Linked DNA regions of Mus musculus: all the other regions are linked to region 1. The links are chromatin contacts, called in public HiChIP or PLAC-seq maps. All regions are on one chromosome and are shown on one strand. The core of a region is the stretch at or near the end of the contact, and the rest is flanking DNA. Distances in the headings are between cores, read along the strand shown.

Region 1 (2,823 bases), core at 189-2,688:
TTTCCAAGATAGGCGAGTCTAGACTTAGGTATGAAGGCCTGAGGAATGCTGGGTATCGAACCTACTGAGAGAACTGTCCAGAGAAGGCCAACAAGGCTAACACTTAGCCCATGTGGGCCCATCTGCACAGATGCCAAGTTCTCAGGTTTGGGAGATGGACAGAGGCAAAAGACAGAAGGCAGGGCACAGTCACCAAGTCTCCACATGAAGCATTTAACACAGTGGCTTCTATAGTGGGTCCCATGGAGACAAACCAATGTGGACGGCCGACTTAGCCCAGGGTAGAAGCCAAGGAGATTTTTGTTAAGAGTTTTTAAAAATGGATCCCAGTGAGAGAAACAGAAAACACTGAGGCTAAAGGATTTATCAGCCCTATCACAACCAGTTGAAACCTTCAGAATAAGCAGCGTTGTTCAGGAAAAGGCCTTCTGTCTCTAGGCAGGACCCTAAAGGAAAGAGCCAAGCTGTATGAGGAGACATGTCTGACTCCTCAGATGCTTTGTGGAATACCAAGGGGAAATCTCTCATAGGTAGCCACAGTGTGCATGGGTTCTTCATTCCTCCTTCTATGTGCCAAAGTGGACATTATCAGCTCTAAGCAAGTGTGGCCGAAGGTCAGTCAGGACCCTTTAACCTGCCCAGTGACAGCAACAAAAAGTGCTACATAAGTGAGTCAGAAAATACTTGGGGAAGCACTACTCAGCTGGATGCATGAAGAGCCACCTACACTGCGACCACTGGAGCTGTCCTGACTTTCAGGACATGCAGAAGCCTGGGTTTTAAAAAGATGAGGGAGCCAGATAAATAAATAAACAGAAATCTCCCAGTGACTCATGGAAGCTATTAGTGAGAAAGTTATGCTCACAATAAAAACTTGATATTCTCCCTTCTCTCGCCTTCCGCCTCCCAGCCCAGAAGACACAAGCCCAAGAGGAAAAGAGGGTTCCAGGGACAGGTGCATGCTGACAGCCCCGTGAGAGCAGGGTGTTCTGTCTGTCACTGGGGAGGACGTTGACGGGGGAGTCATTGTTCCAGTTCTTTTGAGACTTTAATAAACAAGAGAGAGAAATAGCTCTCTTGTCCCAGCCCTGGTTTTATATCTGGTCCCATTTGGTTACGCATTTGGTAGTGAGCAGTTTGCTACACATCCAAGGGTTGCAAGCACCGCGGTCGCAGGCACCGCACAGCCTTTCCATCTACAAAACGTATCATCTGTCTGTGAGGCAGGAGGCCCAGCTGGAAAAAGCCAGTTCTGTGCGTTCAGCTAGAAAGCACCTTCTTGTGCTCGCTGTCAAAATAATTTTGTATTAAACTTCTGGGATATGTGACTAATGTGCTTGGAACCCTTTCGAGCGACTGGCTTATTTATTTAAGGGAGTGGAGGGCTGTGGCTGCAGCTGCTGGGGGTGGCTGGTGACAGAGAGAGAGAGGAGGGGGAAGAGGGCGGGAGAGGAGGACAACCACAAGGGCTTGCACTGGGTCAGATCCTAGGGCTCAGTGCAGCGCCAGGGGCCTTGCTGCCACACTTCATTATAGGAGCATGAGAAGGAGCTGAGCCAGGCAGAACAAGGAAAGGAAAGGCCTGTAAAGTCAGGCAGGCACACTGCCCAGAGGTACAGCTGCGTAACCGTTCCTAAAAAGACTGAAATACACAAAAAAAAAAAGGAAAACAGCATACACACACACACAGAGTAATCTTGCAACAGCCCTTCCCCAAATCCACTGTAACAGCTCTGCACAACTTCTAGAAGAAAGTCCCCAGCATTGTAGGAAGGCCCTGGAAAATTTGTTGATTGGAGGCAAATGCCTCACCCCCATGCCCATGCATTCCAGCCTGCCAGTCCCACGTCCCTCTACAAACCTTCATTCCCCTTCTATACTCTTTGGCTTAATTAGAAACTTCTCTTTCCTTTACCAAACTAACAGGCCACTCTCACTCACACAGAGCGCCCAGGTCTGTCACAGCACTGAAGACTCTGCAGCCAGCCTCCAGGGATGCTCAGCTGTAGAGTGATCACAGCTTCCCCCACCACTGAAAACCTTCCCCAAAAGCCAGTATCCAGAGGGCACACACAGCATGAGGTCCTTACAATGGGCATCCCCAAAAGTTCCCTCAAGGCCTGCATCCACATGCAAACATGTGCCCACAGGTGAGTTTCCTTCTTATATGCTCTTGGGCAAACCTTCAACAGTCAATGTTAAGAAACACAAAGAGCTAAAAAACAGTGCACACTGAAAGGCTATGAAACTAACTCCTGCCAAGCCTCTAACGTCAGCTCTTCAAAACAGTCCTGCTCTCTTCCCTGGAACCGGTTGTACCAGGCAGTGCTCCTCTTCTGGCTGCAACTGGACATGGCAAAGGACTGGCGCATTAACGGGGAGAGAGGATTGCAGCCAATAGGAAACAGATGAGCCAAACGCATACGTGCATCTAACACAACCTTTTTTAACCCAACGATAATTGCAGATTTACATCACCTGCTTATCCTGTGTATATCTGTCTGTCTGTCTATCTGTCTGTCTGTCTGTCTGTGTCTGAATCTCAGCAGCCACTAACTGGAATGAAGCTCAAGGGAAGGAAGAAGGCATGCAAGCCTGGGAAAGTGATCAGGACACAGAAACAACAAGGGAGCTGCCGCCTCAGCTCTGCCTTGCCAACCTCCTTCATTGAGGCATCTATGCAGAATTGTTGGCAAAGGAAGTTTCCAGAAAACCATTTTCACTTTCTCTCCACAAACTCCACCTCCCTACTCCACCTCAGACCCACTTCAGGTCACATTTTATGCCACTTAAGGGAAAAGGTTTCTTGAGGGAACAGCTTTA
Region 2 (2,823 bases), core at 207-2,706, 450 kb after region 1:
GATCAAGTAAAAGATTTATAAGGTTACAATGATAAAAACCCAAACAGCAACAAATAAGAATCAATATTGATCCTAAAAGAGTAAAGTGGTCCAATTAAGTCCTTAGTTTTATGAACAGGGAGACTGAAACCTAGAGAACAAGTGGCTTGGCCAGGTCTACATAACAATGAGTAACACAGCCGATGTGACTCAGCATCTTCTTGAACCACTGGTCTGTGTCCTCTTTATTGATACCAAAACAGTGTTTCCCCTCAGTTCATCAGTAACTCCATAACAGGGGTACCCCCTGGCATTCTGAAACCTAAGTTCAATGGGGAAGCTCAACCCTTGATGGACATATAACATCTTGAGAATATATCCAGTGTCACTTCAAAGTATACACTGGTGTGTCTCCTGAGATCTGCTGCATTAATATGATTCTGTTACTGTAATGAAATGCCCAAGCCTGGAGAAATTATACAATAAGTGTGTTTATTTAACGTATCGTTCTAGTAGTTCGATGGCACAGCATTGGTGTTCAGTTGCTTTGGCCAATGCCTTACCACAGATGGCAGCAGAATGGCAGGAGTTCATGTGAAAGGGAGAGATAGTTTGGTTAGAGAGAAACTCAGTGACTTAGAGAACAGGATCAAGACTTTTATTTTTTTAGGATTTATTTTATTTTTATTTATGTGCATATATGTGTGCATATGTGTGTGCGCATGTATGTGCTTGTGAATATGGGTTCCTGTAAGGGCCAGAAGAAGGAATTTCCTAAGAACTGGAAATCCATAGGGTTGTGAGCTGCCTGATGTGGATGCTGTCAACTTAAATTTGGACCATCAGAAAGAGCAGCAAGTACTCTGAAACACTCAGTGATCTTGGCAGCCCTTAGGATCAAGATTTTATACTAACTCGTTTTCATGAGAACTAACTCAGGATCCTGTATGAATGGGGTACTGATTGGTTTGTGTGTCAACTTGACACAAATTGGAGTTATCACAGAGAAATGAGCCTCTCTCGAGAAAGTGCCTCTATGAAATCCAGCTGTAAGACATTTCCTCAATTAGTGATCAAGGTGGAAGGGCTCATTTTGAGTGGTGCCATCCCTGGGCTGATAGTTTGGGGTTCTATAAGAAAGCAAGCTGAGCAAGCCAGGGGAAGCAAGCCAGTGAGCAGCATTCCTTCATAGCTACTGCATCCACTCCTGCCTCCAAGCTCTTACCCTGTGTGAGTTCCTGTTCTGACTTCCTTTGGTGATGAACAGTAATGTGGAATTGTAAGCTGAATAAATTCTTTTTTCCCCAACTTGCTTCTTGGTCATGATGTTTTGTGTAGGAATAGAAACCTTGACTAAGACAAATGGCCTTAATTCTTTCCAAAAGCAGCACCTCAAAATCCCTAGACAGAGGTCCAACCTCCACCTTGAGTCACCGAGGGCCAAACCCAAAACCTTTGAACTCTTGGGTGGTGAATCATATCTGAATCATAGTAACTATCAACATTCTTTAGGATGGGTGGCTGAGCCTTCATCCAGGTGGGTGTCTCACTAGTCCAAATCAATACTATTTACAATAGTGGGGGCACTTGGGGGTGGAGTCTGGTATCAATCTTGTGATACAGCAAATTGTCTTGTGTGATGGTTTGAGTGAAAATGGCATCAAATAGGCTAATATGTTTAAATACTTGATGTCCAATTAGTGGAAGTATTTGGGAAGGATGGGAGAGGGACTTATCCTTTTTGAAGAAGGTGTGGCTCCTGGAGTCACACAATTCCCAGTGTGGTCTCTCTCACTCTGCCTCTTGCTTCTAGACTAAGTTATTCACTCTCAGCTGCTGCTCCAGGTTTTCCCGCCTCCACACTTTTGCTCAACCATCATGGACTCCAAACCTCTGAAACTATGAGCCCAATTAAATACTTTCTTAAAAAATAAGTTGCCTTGGTCATGGTGTTTTATCACAGCAATTGAATAGCAACTAATGTGTCTTGGCCTCTGTTAAGAAGAAGTGATGGGGCATGATAAAAACACAGAAGGGAATGGAGCAAAGATTCTTAATTTTTTGGCAGAAGACACCTTCCCGTTTCAACACAAACATTCAATGTGTGCAGAATTTCTTTCCCCTAACTCTCAGGAAAGAAAGATGAACCTTTAGCAATAAAGTAACATGACCAAGGCCAGGAAGGGCAAATGGACCATGATCATCATTGCAAATCTATACATAAGACAGAGTTTTCCCGAGAGAACTGCAACCTCTCCTAGTCTCTTCCTATTTTAAGTGCTCTTTACTCTCGGTTCCATTTATGTCGATAGAGCTAAGAAGGATACATATCTTTTAACCACTGAATTTAGTGTACCTGTCTTTGAACCCTGGTAATTTATTCTTTACACACATGATGCTAATTATTTCAAAGGGTCAGGGTTCCTACTCTAAGAGAGAGGTACAAGATGTCGACTTGCAGTGAGCATAATGTCCAATTATCAATGCATTTCCCACCAGAATGGACTTAGTACCTTCTAGAAGGGATTTGCCTTCACATTTGGTAGCCACTCCCTAGACACGGCCTCTTTAAAACTTGCTTTCTAGTAACTTGTGGGTGTGCCCGTACTGTTCTCTGTATCAGGGCCCTTAGGAGTCATTGCTATGCTTCAGGAACCTACCTTCTAACTTCCAGGTCAAATTCTTTCCCCTTAGAGCCTTCTTTAATCACTTTGTATGAAGGCTAAAATTTACTTCCTATGAAAGTCCTGTGAGCACTTTGCTGATGTCCCCCTGGAAGACTTAGAACACTGTATTCTAATAAGTAGTTAGAATGTCAATAAATACCGACTTCTGATCTCTTTG
Region 3 (2,823 bases), core at 160-2,659, 400 kb after region 1:
AGAAATCATATCTGAGCTGAATGAGCAGGATCTGAGGCAGACTCTATTTTAGGGCAGTTGTGGGATTGGGGCAGAGCAGTCAAAGCCTTTCACCCAGTTTCTGTGGGAGAGTACTTGGGGCTTGCCTAAGTCTTTGAAGTTACAGATTCTCTTCTCTAGACGGAGAAATGGAGACAGGCAGAGTCATGGCACCAGGTCACAAGGAGGGGGTTCCACACATAAGTGTGACCTTAGGGACAAAATTGGCACAACCAAAGGCTGGCTAGTTTTTATTGTCCCCATAATTTTAAAATAACACTGTATATTTTGAAAGACTTAAGATTCACCGTGAAGCTCGGTGCTTTCCAGTGCACAGATCAAGCCACAGCGTTATTATCCTGGGGCATGGAGAGAAGACTACTTATCACTGGAGACAGAGGGCTCTGAACTCTAGCTGCTCCAGGTACAGAAAGTGGAATGGATAGACTCCTAGTCTCTTAGAAGTCATATCGTAAACATTGCCTGGGACTGTCTATAGACAGAGAAGAATGACTAATAAGGTCAACTTTCTGATCTAGTCATCATGGTAATAGACTGAGCCCTGCCCTGAGACTGACAGGAGGTCAAAATTAAAGTCTTAGCTTGTCCTACCAGGCTGTCAGTCATGGAGGGGAGGTTTCTCCAGTCTCACACAGGAAATAACATAATACATCCCTGAAATTTTGATCAAGACATAACAGTGAACGGCAGCCTTCAGTGCACTGTTTAATCAAATTCTCACCAGAAGCTACCTCACCATTAGAATAAATATAGATGGGAAAGTAGTGCTTCTTGGTTTCAAAGTAACCTTGAAAACTTTGAGTCTACTTAGTATCCTAGTGGAGGAATCTTGCCAAGGTCCCCTCCCTGACCCCTATAAGCTACTAACTCCTGGTAGGAGCTCAAGCTTCAAGATCACCTAGAGCTAAGAAGGTTCCCTGTGGGACAAGTTACAGGACCACATAGTTAAAGGGATTTTCCAATTGTCCGTCAGTCACACTTCTAAACCAGGGATCACAGAGTGCTCACATCCCAAGCAGGCAGAAGGGTAGCAAATAGGTTTCTTACAGTGCCCGTTTAACACATAGAGCAGTTTGTCCAAGTCTTCAGTTATTGAGTCAAGCCCTCTCTTGCTTCAGAAATTGCTTCCACCTGAGAGAAGAAACCAGGTATCTGAGGGTTTCGATAGTGCAGAGATGTGGGGTTATAAAAACAATTCAGAAAAAGATTGTACGTATTTGCAAAATAGATTTGCATGAAACCATTTTCAAGTTTGCACAATTGGCTGCAATACTTCTGTGGGAAAATTCCTAAAAGCCTTCGGGGCAGCTCGCTCTGCTCCTCACTGAAGTGGTTCTAGTGGCCCATGCTTATCTTCGAACTTAAGGAAATAAAGCAACATCATGAGCTAAGGCCCACATCAAAGAGCCATGTGTCAGCACTTCGGTGCCATGTGCTACCACAGTGCCATTTTCTAAGAGCTCTGGCTGGCCCCTCTGTTCTTGGAGGTAGGTGTGAAGTGGTCAGTCACTCCAGGGCAGAAGTTGGGATTCCTTGGTTCTCTCTCCAGATTGTGGTGAAGTCCTGAATACACTTTTTTCTTCCCACCTCAATTTCTCGGGAGAGGTCCTTTGCCATGTATGGAGCTTGTGGTCAAATGGAAATACTTGAAAGACGGCCAAGTGGAAAGAGGATTTTGGCCTACTTTGCATGGTCTCCGAGGACAGAACTGAGACCAATAAGATGGTCAGCGGTACCAAAGAGGACTCGGACTGTGGATAAGGTTGAACTGTGGAGAAAAGATGTCTTCTTAATTACTTAATGGTACTTCCCATGGGACAAGCCACCTAATTTAATTCTCTCAATAGTCCATAAAGTAAATATTATTAATTTTTTTTGTACCAGGAAACAGACCTGGAGAGGGCAAATAACTGGATTTGGGTTGCATCACTTCTGAGTGAGCCAAAACCAAGACTTCAGTCAAGCCAGTACTTAATCCCAATCATTTGTGTGCAACTGTCTCATAAAGTAAATAGTGAGCAACACTCCCTTGATTAAAGAAGAGGGAAAAAATACCCCAAAATCCACATTCTTTTTTAAGCAGTAAGTTACCAATGTGCTTTCTGAGTGATTAATGTGAGCTAGGTATGTGAGCCGAGAGGCTGAGGACTGGGTAGAGGACCAGCCTTCTTTGCAGTACAACAGACAGCAGAGACTTGTGGGGACAGTAATTCTCCAGGGAATTACCTACTGCACAGTAACCAGGTCCCAAATAGCTGATCAGCTAGCCAGCAAGAACACTGAGGCGTGTGCAATTAAGGATGCTATTAGCATGCTTTTGAAACATTTCTGATAAATAGAACTCACCCAGACAGAAATGGTTGTCTTCAGAGGCAGTAAGACTCTTGAGCGCTCATGACCTTGTGGAAGAATGGATGTTTTGATTTCAAACCACAGTGACAGGAGGCTCAGGGTGGCTGGGCAAACAAGGGCGGGCTTGGCCCAGAAGCACATGTCCGGGCTCCCAGGCTTTTGGGGGTTCTTCTCACTGGGCTTCCCAGCCTGCCCCTCCCCATGCTGGTGAGGGGCCTATTTTGCTCAGAACTGTGGCTCCATGAGGGATGGCTGAACTCATCTTTCATAGTCGCCCGTTTTTAATCCCCATATCTCTCTCGGTCCTGTGGACTCCCACTCGCTTCCTTAAAGCGATCCCACTATTTCTGTTTGTGAAGTTAAGGTATTTGTTCAGGTTATCTAAGGTTTCCAGTTGGAGATGGAAAGCAACTCAGAGAGCGTCTCATTTAA
Region 4 (2,823 bases), core at 179-2,678, 320 kb after region 1:
GCCAGGAGCTGAGAAGAGATAAGCCTGCTTCCAGCTGGGATCTGGGCACAGCCCTGCAGCAGGCAGCAGGTTTTCAGGATTCCAGAGGGAGTGCTTGGCTGCTGAGGCAATGCCTTTTCAGAGCCTCAGTTTGCTCCATTATAAATAGCTATGATTTACATTGCCTTGCTAGCCTGGGGAGACTAAGCATCCCTAGCCTAGGGGATGCTCCTGGCCCAGCCTTCCAGTAGTCACCTTATAGGGAGCATTCTTGGCTTCTGTTGTACAGAGGGGGAAACTGAGGTTTTGGGAAGCTACGGCACTTAAGTCTGGGATGGAGTAGGACCAGAGGGCTGTGGAAGTATTGAGAGGCCCACTAAAGCTGGTCTGGCCCTGGCTTGAGCTCCAGTCTCGTTTCCCTTGTGTCTTGCCCTCTGCCCATATCATTGGCCTGGCTTACTGTTCTAGATGCTCTTGCTGCGTGCACATAATCTCTTTTTCTCTTCGCTAAGTTCTAAACTCTAGACAGGAGCCTTTAATTCCGTCTTGCGACCCAAGTTGCCCTCCCTCGATTGGAGTTGATAATATGCTCCATTGCTACTTGCTTACCTTCAAAGCTTTGAAGGCAAGGGAGTGGCCCAGCCTCTTGGAACCCCACAGAGTGTTGTCCTTGAGAAATGCTTGTGGAATGGTGAGTTAACCAGCAGACTAAAACATTCAAGCTCGTGGCTGAGGCAGAGTTTGCTCCTAGACTCCTGGGAGGGAGAAAGGCATCTGTTGTTCAACAGTCGTGGTCTTGAGGAGGAACGGGAACAGCACCAGCTGTTTATGGGAACTTCTGTGATTAGAGCAGTCTGAGGAGGCAAGAGTTCAAGACACCTGTGTTGTCCAGGTTAACACTTTAGGTTTTCCTCTCCCCTCCTCCCTTTTCCTGTGAATAGAAGTATCCTAACTTATCATTTAGTTGTGAAGAGGACGACATAAGTAGGTTTCTGTAAGGTGTGTCTAGGAGGATTGACACCTACAAAGCCTTTGATAAAGGATAGTCACTAGCTAGTACACAGGACCATTTCTTCTCCTTGGAGCCAACTAGCACCTAAGGACAAAAAAAAAAAAAAAAAAAAAAAAAGGAGTATGGTAGGAAGCCCCCGATTTGGACCCTGAACTGTCTTCTCAGTGCATGAGTGCTGTACATTTTAGGGAGGGTTATCCAGGATTCCAAATGATGGTTTTTAAAAATGGTGTCTGATCTAGCCCGAGGCTAAGTCATTCGTCCCTTCCAATTATGTAAGTATTCAGCAGCAATTCAGGAGTCAAGTGAGTCTAGTCCTTGGGCCACAGACTCTGTTCTTGTGACCTTCCTTTTAGAAAGCCACAGGTGTAGGGGTGGTGAAAAACAGAGGCTGGGAGGCTGGGATCCTCCCAACTTGGATTTATCCTCTGACTCACTCTGTGATCATGGGCCATTTGCTCCCTGTGGGAACCAGTCACATGAGCAGAACAGGCTAGTGCTCAGGCTGTTGTGGAACCAAGGGTGCACCACAGTCTGCACTCTCCAGATAGTAGGTTCTCTCTCTTTCTCTTTTCCCCTCTCCGTCCCTCCCTTCTTCCCTCTTTCCTCTCCTCCCTCCCCCTCTTCCCTCCCTCTGCCTCTCTCCCTCTGCCTCTCCCTCTCCCTCTCCATCTCTCTCATCTCCATACCTGCCTGTTCTGGAGAGAGGGGTAGGAGGAAGCAGCTGAGACAGAACATGGTAATTTCTGTCTTTCCTAGCTTGAAAACAGCCCAGGAAAATACATAAGGCATATGTCATAATTGTCATCTTACAAAGGTAAAAACTGATGCTCAGAGAGACCGAGAGGCCCAAGGTCCCCTTGCTCAGTGAAGACCGCACTTTTACTTTCTCTATTCTGAATTTCTTAGCCAGTGATTCTTAGGACTAGTGGTGGCTGTGGCTGAGTGGGTTCCTTCACCAAAACGAGGTCCTTTACTCCTCCTGATCTGGTTCCCTTGTCCCTCTTGTCCCCATTCGAATCCTCTAAGAGTAGATGTGATGGGCTACAACTGGGACTAGTCCACTGAACAGACCTGGAAAGAGGGTGATTTCCCCATTGCCATCCTGTGCTCAAACTGTCTTCAGGTCCTCATGTAGCATCTTATGAGCAAGCCTTCATGTAAGAACCTGGGGGACTTCAAGCTACTGTTCTCCTGGGACTCTAATGCAGAGTACTGGCAAGGTAGACAGTGGCAGGAGCAACTGAGGCCAAGTGTGACAATGAGACTCCTGAGCTGCATGGTTGACCTGCTTGGAGGGGTTGAAGACAAGTAATTGGGCAGAAAGTCATGCACCTGGAAGATCAAAAGATAAGCTTTCTAAGAGGCGGGCAGGTGGGCAGGGAACAGTGTGAGTCAAGAAGTTGGAAGAATCCAGGCAACTCTGTTGAAACCTTTCTCGTTTCTTCTGTCTCTGCCTATAGTGTTCGCTGCCCCCGCCCTCTCAAGTCTCCAAAGGCTCCCAACTGGTCTCCCCACTCGGCTCCATACACCCCTACCTGGATCTCCACCTTCCTGTTCAGTCCTCTCCCTCTTGCTCCGGTTTGAGCACGCAGTGCTGCACGCCAGCCAGGTGAAGCTACTCAGTCTTCCTGCTCCTGTACTTTTCCACTGTTCACTTTCTCTTGTGTTCTGTGCCTGTGCACCATTCCTAGTTCTGCAAGTGCAAGCCCAGCTTCAGACTTTCAGTCTACTCCAAATGGACCTCCCTTAATCCTACCTCGGTATATATGGGGATGTCTGGTCTGATCTCCTATTTTTTTTGGGGGGGGTGGGTATTTGCAGCCATTTGA
Region 5 (2,823 bases), core at 182-2,681, 310 kb before region 1:
TCACAGTCAGCTAATGGATGGATCATAGGGCTCCCAATGGAGGAGCTAGAGAAAGTAGCCAAGGAGCTAAAGGGATCTGCAACCCTATAGGTGGAACAACATTATGAGCTAACCAGTACCCCGGAGCTCTTGACTCTAGCTGCATATATATCAAAAGATGGCCTAGTCGGCCATCACTGGAAAGAGAGGCCCATTGGACTTGCAAACTTTATATGCCCCAGTACAGGGGAATACCAGGGCCAAAAAGGGGGAGTGGGTGGGCAGGGGAGTGGGGGTGGGTGGATATGGGGGACTTTTGGTATAGCATTGGAAATGTAAATGAGTTAAATACCTAATAAAAAATGGAAAAAAAAAAAAAGATGCAGTGGCCCACCCGCTTCAGAAGACTGCCAGCTTCCTGAAATGCTCTCATAGGATACAACAACTGCATTCTTGGTGAATGACTGGAAACTGTGGTAAACACTCTCAAACACACACACACACACACACACACACACACACACACACACACACACACACACACAGAGATACTTATTCACACATGAGAACTCTACTTTATATCAGAAAGGACATTCTATGATGCTTATTTTTGGGGCCTAAAATAAGTGAATGAAAAACTTAACAGAAATGCTGAAGTATATTATTGTGCTTTGATTTTTAACCACTTAACAATTCCTACAGTCATTGTACATATGTATAAAAGGGCACTAAGTACTTAAAAGGAGCTTGTGAGCAAGAGAATTAAACAATAGACAAATATTTGCCCTATACACTTGACTGCATGTACACATTAGAAAATGATGCTGATTTGGAAAAGAGTGAAAGCTTCCTTAAAGAACTGTGACAAGCATCTCAGGTTCTCTTTTCATATGCAAATGCAGAACCAATAAATACATTGTTGGGGGAAATCATCTGAATAAGAATGATAATCCGGTCCAGAGGACTGTGAGCCACACTCATGAGCAGGTGAGGATGTCACAAAAGCAAAATGAAGCCAGCTGCATAGAGATGAGGTATATCTCTTCACTTCATTAGTTTTAAAAGACATAATCAATACAATCAATAATATGCTTATGCCTATGATAAGGAACAGAGAAATTAAAAGGGAATCAATGAAGACTAAGGGGGAAAAGAACATTAAAGTTAAAAAGATTCTATCAGCTTTCCAGCACTGGAATTGTGCGCAGGAGAAGGTGTTTGTATGGCACAAGATCCAAACCACAAGCAAAACACATTGCATAAAATCAAAGTAAAATAATCTTGTCAGACATTGATCTGTGTAATGAGTTTCTGTGAGAAGTGTTGCCAGACTGTAAAAGTGAACAGGGATTTGAAGTAATCTCGAAGAACTGATCAGCGAGAACCGGTGTGTCTCTTCTACTGGGGCCCCAAGCCACTAGTTTGCCAGCTTGCCTGATAAGACTTTTACTATACAAATATACTTTGGAACACACCCAAAGAAACATTCCTGAAATAAATGAATGGCAGAGAACTATACTAAAGTCACCCTGGTTCCTTTTCTTGTAAATGTGTGAGCTATACATCTACACAGATAGCTGTGTGTAACACTAGGATCCTATCTTAAAGATGCAAGACTTCAAATCAGACAGCATGTGAAGGTTGCTTTGCTAGAAAGCAGTGCAGGCTTTATGGCTACTGGCTGTGACTACGTTCTCCATCTATGATAACATATTCCAGGCAATATACTTCATGATCATAAAGACCTCGTGAAAGAGGCATTCGACATATATAACCAGTACAATGCTATAGAAAGAACTTTGAGTGATATAGAATACATTATTTTATACCATAAGCAGCTTAATAGGCGATAACTGCTATTGTTAGACATTAAGCATCTAGTTTATATTTGGACATGCAAAGCAGAAATGCACAGTAGACTGCCAGCTCTGTGGTTACTAAGAACACCTGTATTTCCTGAAAGAACACAAATCTCCAAATTGTTCCATCATTATTTCACTAAATCCTCTTGCAACTTTCAAACCTAAGTGCTATGTGAAAATAGGGCCCCAGGGGATTACCAAGTGACTCTTTTGTCTTCAGCGTTACACAGGTGACCTCAAATACTAGTTCATCAGTCCAGCAATAGAGCAAGCAGAAAGGATCACAATGTCACCATCTTCCAGCATCGTGAGAATGGAACATGATCGCTGGCTAATATAGCATTTCCTAAGTTGAGAGGATACAGGGGTTGGCATAAGAAATACTCTTTATAGGTTCATGTGTTTGAAATATGTGGGACCAGATGGTGGCACTGCATTCAGAGATTATTCAACAGTGGCACTGCATTGGGAGATTATCGAACTCTAGGAGAAGGAACCTAGCTGAAGAAAGGTCCTCATTGGGGGTGCATTTTGCAGGTTTTGTCTTTTCTATCTGTGTCCTTTGTGCTGATGAAATGTGACCAACTAGCTTCTTGTTATTGCCACTGTGCCACATCATTTGTGAATGAGTGATATTAATACTCTGAAATTCTTTCTTCATTACTAAGTTGCTTTTGGTCATGATATTTTATGACAGTAATAGAAAAGTAACTGAGGAGATGGGGAATAGGGGGTGAATTGGGATCAGATGTGGGGAGGGGCAGGAGGGATGGCCAGATGGTCATGTGAATGAATGGAAATCTGCAGCTGACAGGGGTGGGGAGGTAGGAGATATTGCTAGGAAAAGGACAGAGACTTGGGATGAGAAAGGCACCCAAGAATCAACAGGTGTGACCTTAGCTGTGGCTCACAGCACTGGGGTTATGGAACCTGAAGAGGCCACCTCCAATAGCCAGGCAGGAACTCCAATGGAGCAATAGGG

Evidence for each region. HiChIP or PLAC-seq counts read pairs in DNA pulled down with a chosen protein or histone mark.
Region 2: an HNF4G HiChIP or PLAC-seq map of pancreatic cancer cells shows a contact between it and region 1. The contact joins two enhancer-like sites. A contact is called at or near these places in 2 of 484 Hi-C or Micro-C datasets (both in liver) and 1 of 115 datasets of contacts at active chromatin or transcription factors (pancreatic cancer cells).
Region 3: a FOXA1 HiChIP or PLAC-seq map of pancreatic cancer cells shows a contact between it and region 1. The contact joins two enhancer-like sites. A contact is called at or near these places in 2 of 484 Hi-C or Micro-C datasets (both in liver) and 2 of 115 datasets of contacts at active chromatin or transcription factors (astrocytes and pancreatic cancer cells).
Region 4: a contact with region 1 is called in a FOXA1 HiChIP or PLAC-seq map of pancreatic cancer cells. The contact joins two enhancer-like sites. A contact is called at or near these places in 1 of 15 datasets of contacts at CTCF or cohesin (CD8 T cells), 3 of 484 Hi-C or Micro-C datasets (B cells, muscle stem cells and myocytes) and 3 of 115 datasets of contacts at active chromatin or transcription factors (CD8 T cells, fibro-adipogenic progenitors and pancreatic cancer cells).
Region 5: a contact with region 1 is called in a FOXA1 HiChIP or PLAC-seq map of pancreatic cancer cells. The contact joins two enhancer-like sites. A contact is called at or near these places in 4 of 484 Hi-C or Micro-C datasets (adipose-derived mesenchymal stem cells, cerebellar granule neurons and embryonic stem cells) and 2 of 115 datasets of contacts at active chromatin or transcription factors (fibro-adipogenic progenitors and pancreatic cancer cells).

Annotation. Positions count from the first base shown.
Region 1 is chr16:24,489,561-24,492,383 of GRCm38.p6, reverse strand. The region is part of intron 3 of Lpp (LIM domain containing preferred translocation partner in lipoma); the gene reads right to left. Among named protein-coding and RNA genes, the nearest start is that of Gm24440, 85 kb to the right of the region's middle. Within about 2 kb of position 1,438, at least 127 of the 459 cell types and tissues checked have an H3K27ac peak or open chromatin away from gene starts, as enhancers often do. A contact at or near this core is called in muscle stem cells, myocytes and pancreatic cancer cells, where this site is marked.
Region 2 is chr16:24,036,299-24,039,121 of GRCm38.p6, reverse strand. No RefSeq gene overlaps it. Among named protein-coding and RNA genes, the nearest start is that of Gm46545, 45 kb to the left of the region's middle. Within about 2 kb of position 1,456, at least 12 of the 459 cell types and tissues checked have an H3K27ac peak or open chromatin away from gene starts, as enhancers often do. A contact at or near this core is called in pancreatic cancer cells, where this site is marked.
Region 3 is chr16:24,093,522-24,096,344 of GRCm38.p6, reverse strand. No RefSeq gene overlaps it. Among named protein-coding and RNA genes, the nearest start is that of Gm31583, 4.9 kb to the right of the region's middle. Within about 2 kb of position 1,409, at least 33 of the 459 cell types and tissues checked have an H3K27ac peak or open chromatin away from gene starts, as enhancers often do. A contact at or near this core is called in pancreatic cancer cells, where this site is marked.
Region 4 is chr16:24,173,391-24,176,213 of GRCm38.p6, reverse strand. No RefSeq gene overlaps it. Among named protein-coding and RNA genes, the nearest start is that of Gm32126, 15 kb to the right of the region's middle. Within about 2 kb of position 1,428, at least 32 of the 459 cell types and tissues checked have an H3K27ac peak or open chromatin away from gene starts, as enhancers often do. A contact at or near this core is called in muscle stem cells, myocytes and pancreatic cancer cells, where this site is marked.
Region 5 is chr16:24,800,114-24,802,936 of GRCm38.p6, reverse strand. The region is part of intron 8 of Lpp (LIM domain containing preferred translocation partner in lipoma); the gene reads right to left. Among named protein-coding and RNA genes, the nearest start is that of Mir28a, 26 kb to the left of the region's middle. Within about 2 kb of position 1,431, at least 3 of the 459 cell types and tissues checked have an H3K27ac peak or open chromatin away from gene starts, as enhancers often do. A contact at or near this core is called in pancreatic cancer cells, where this site is marked.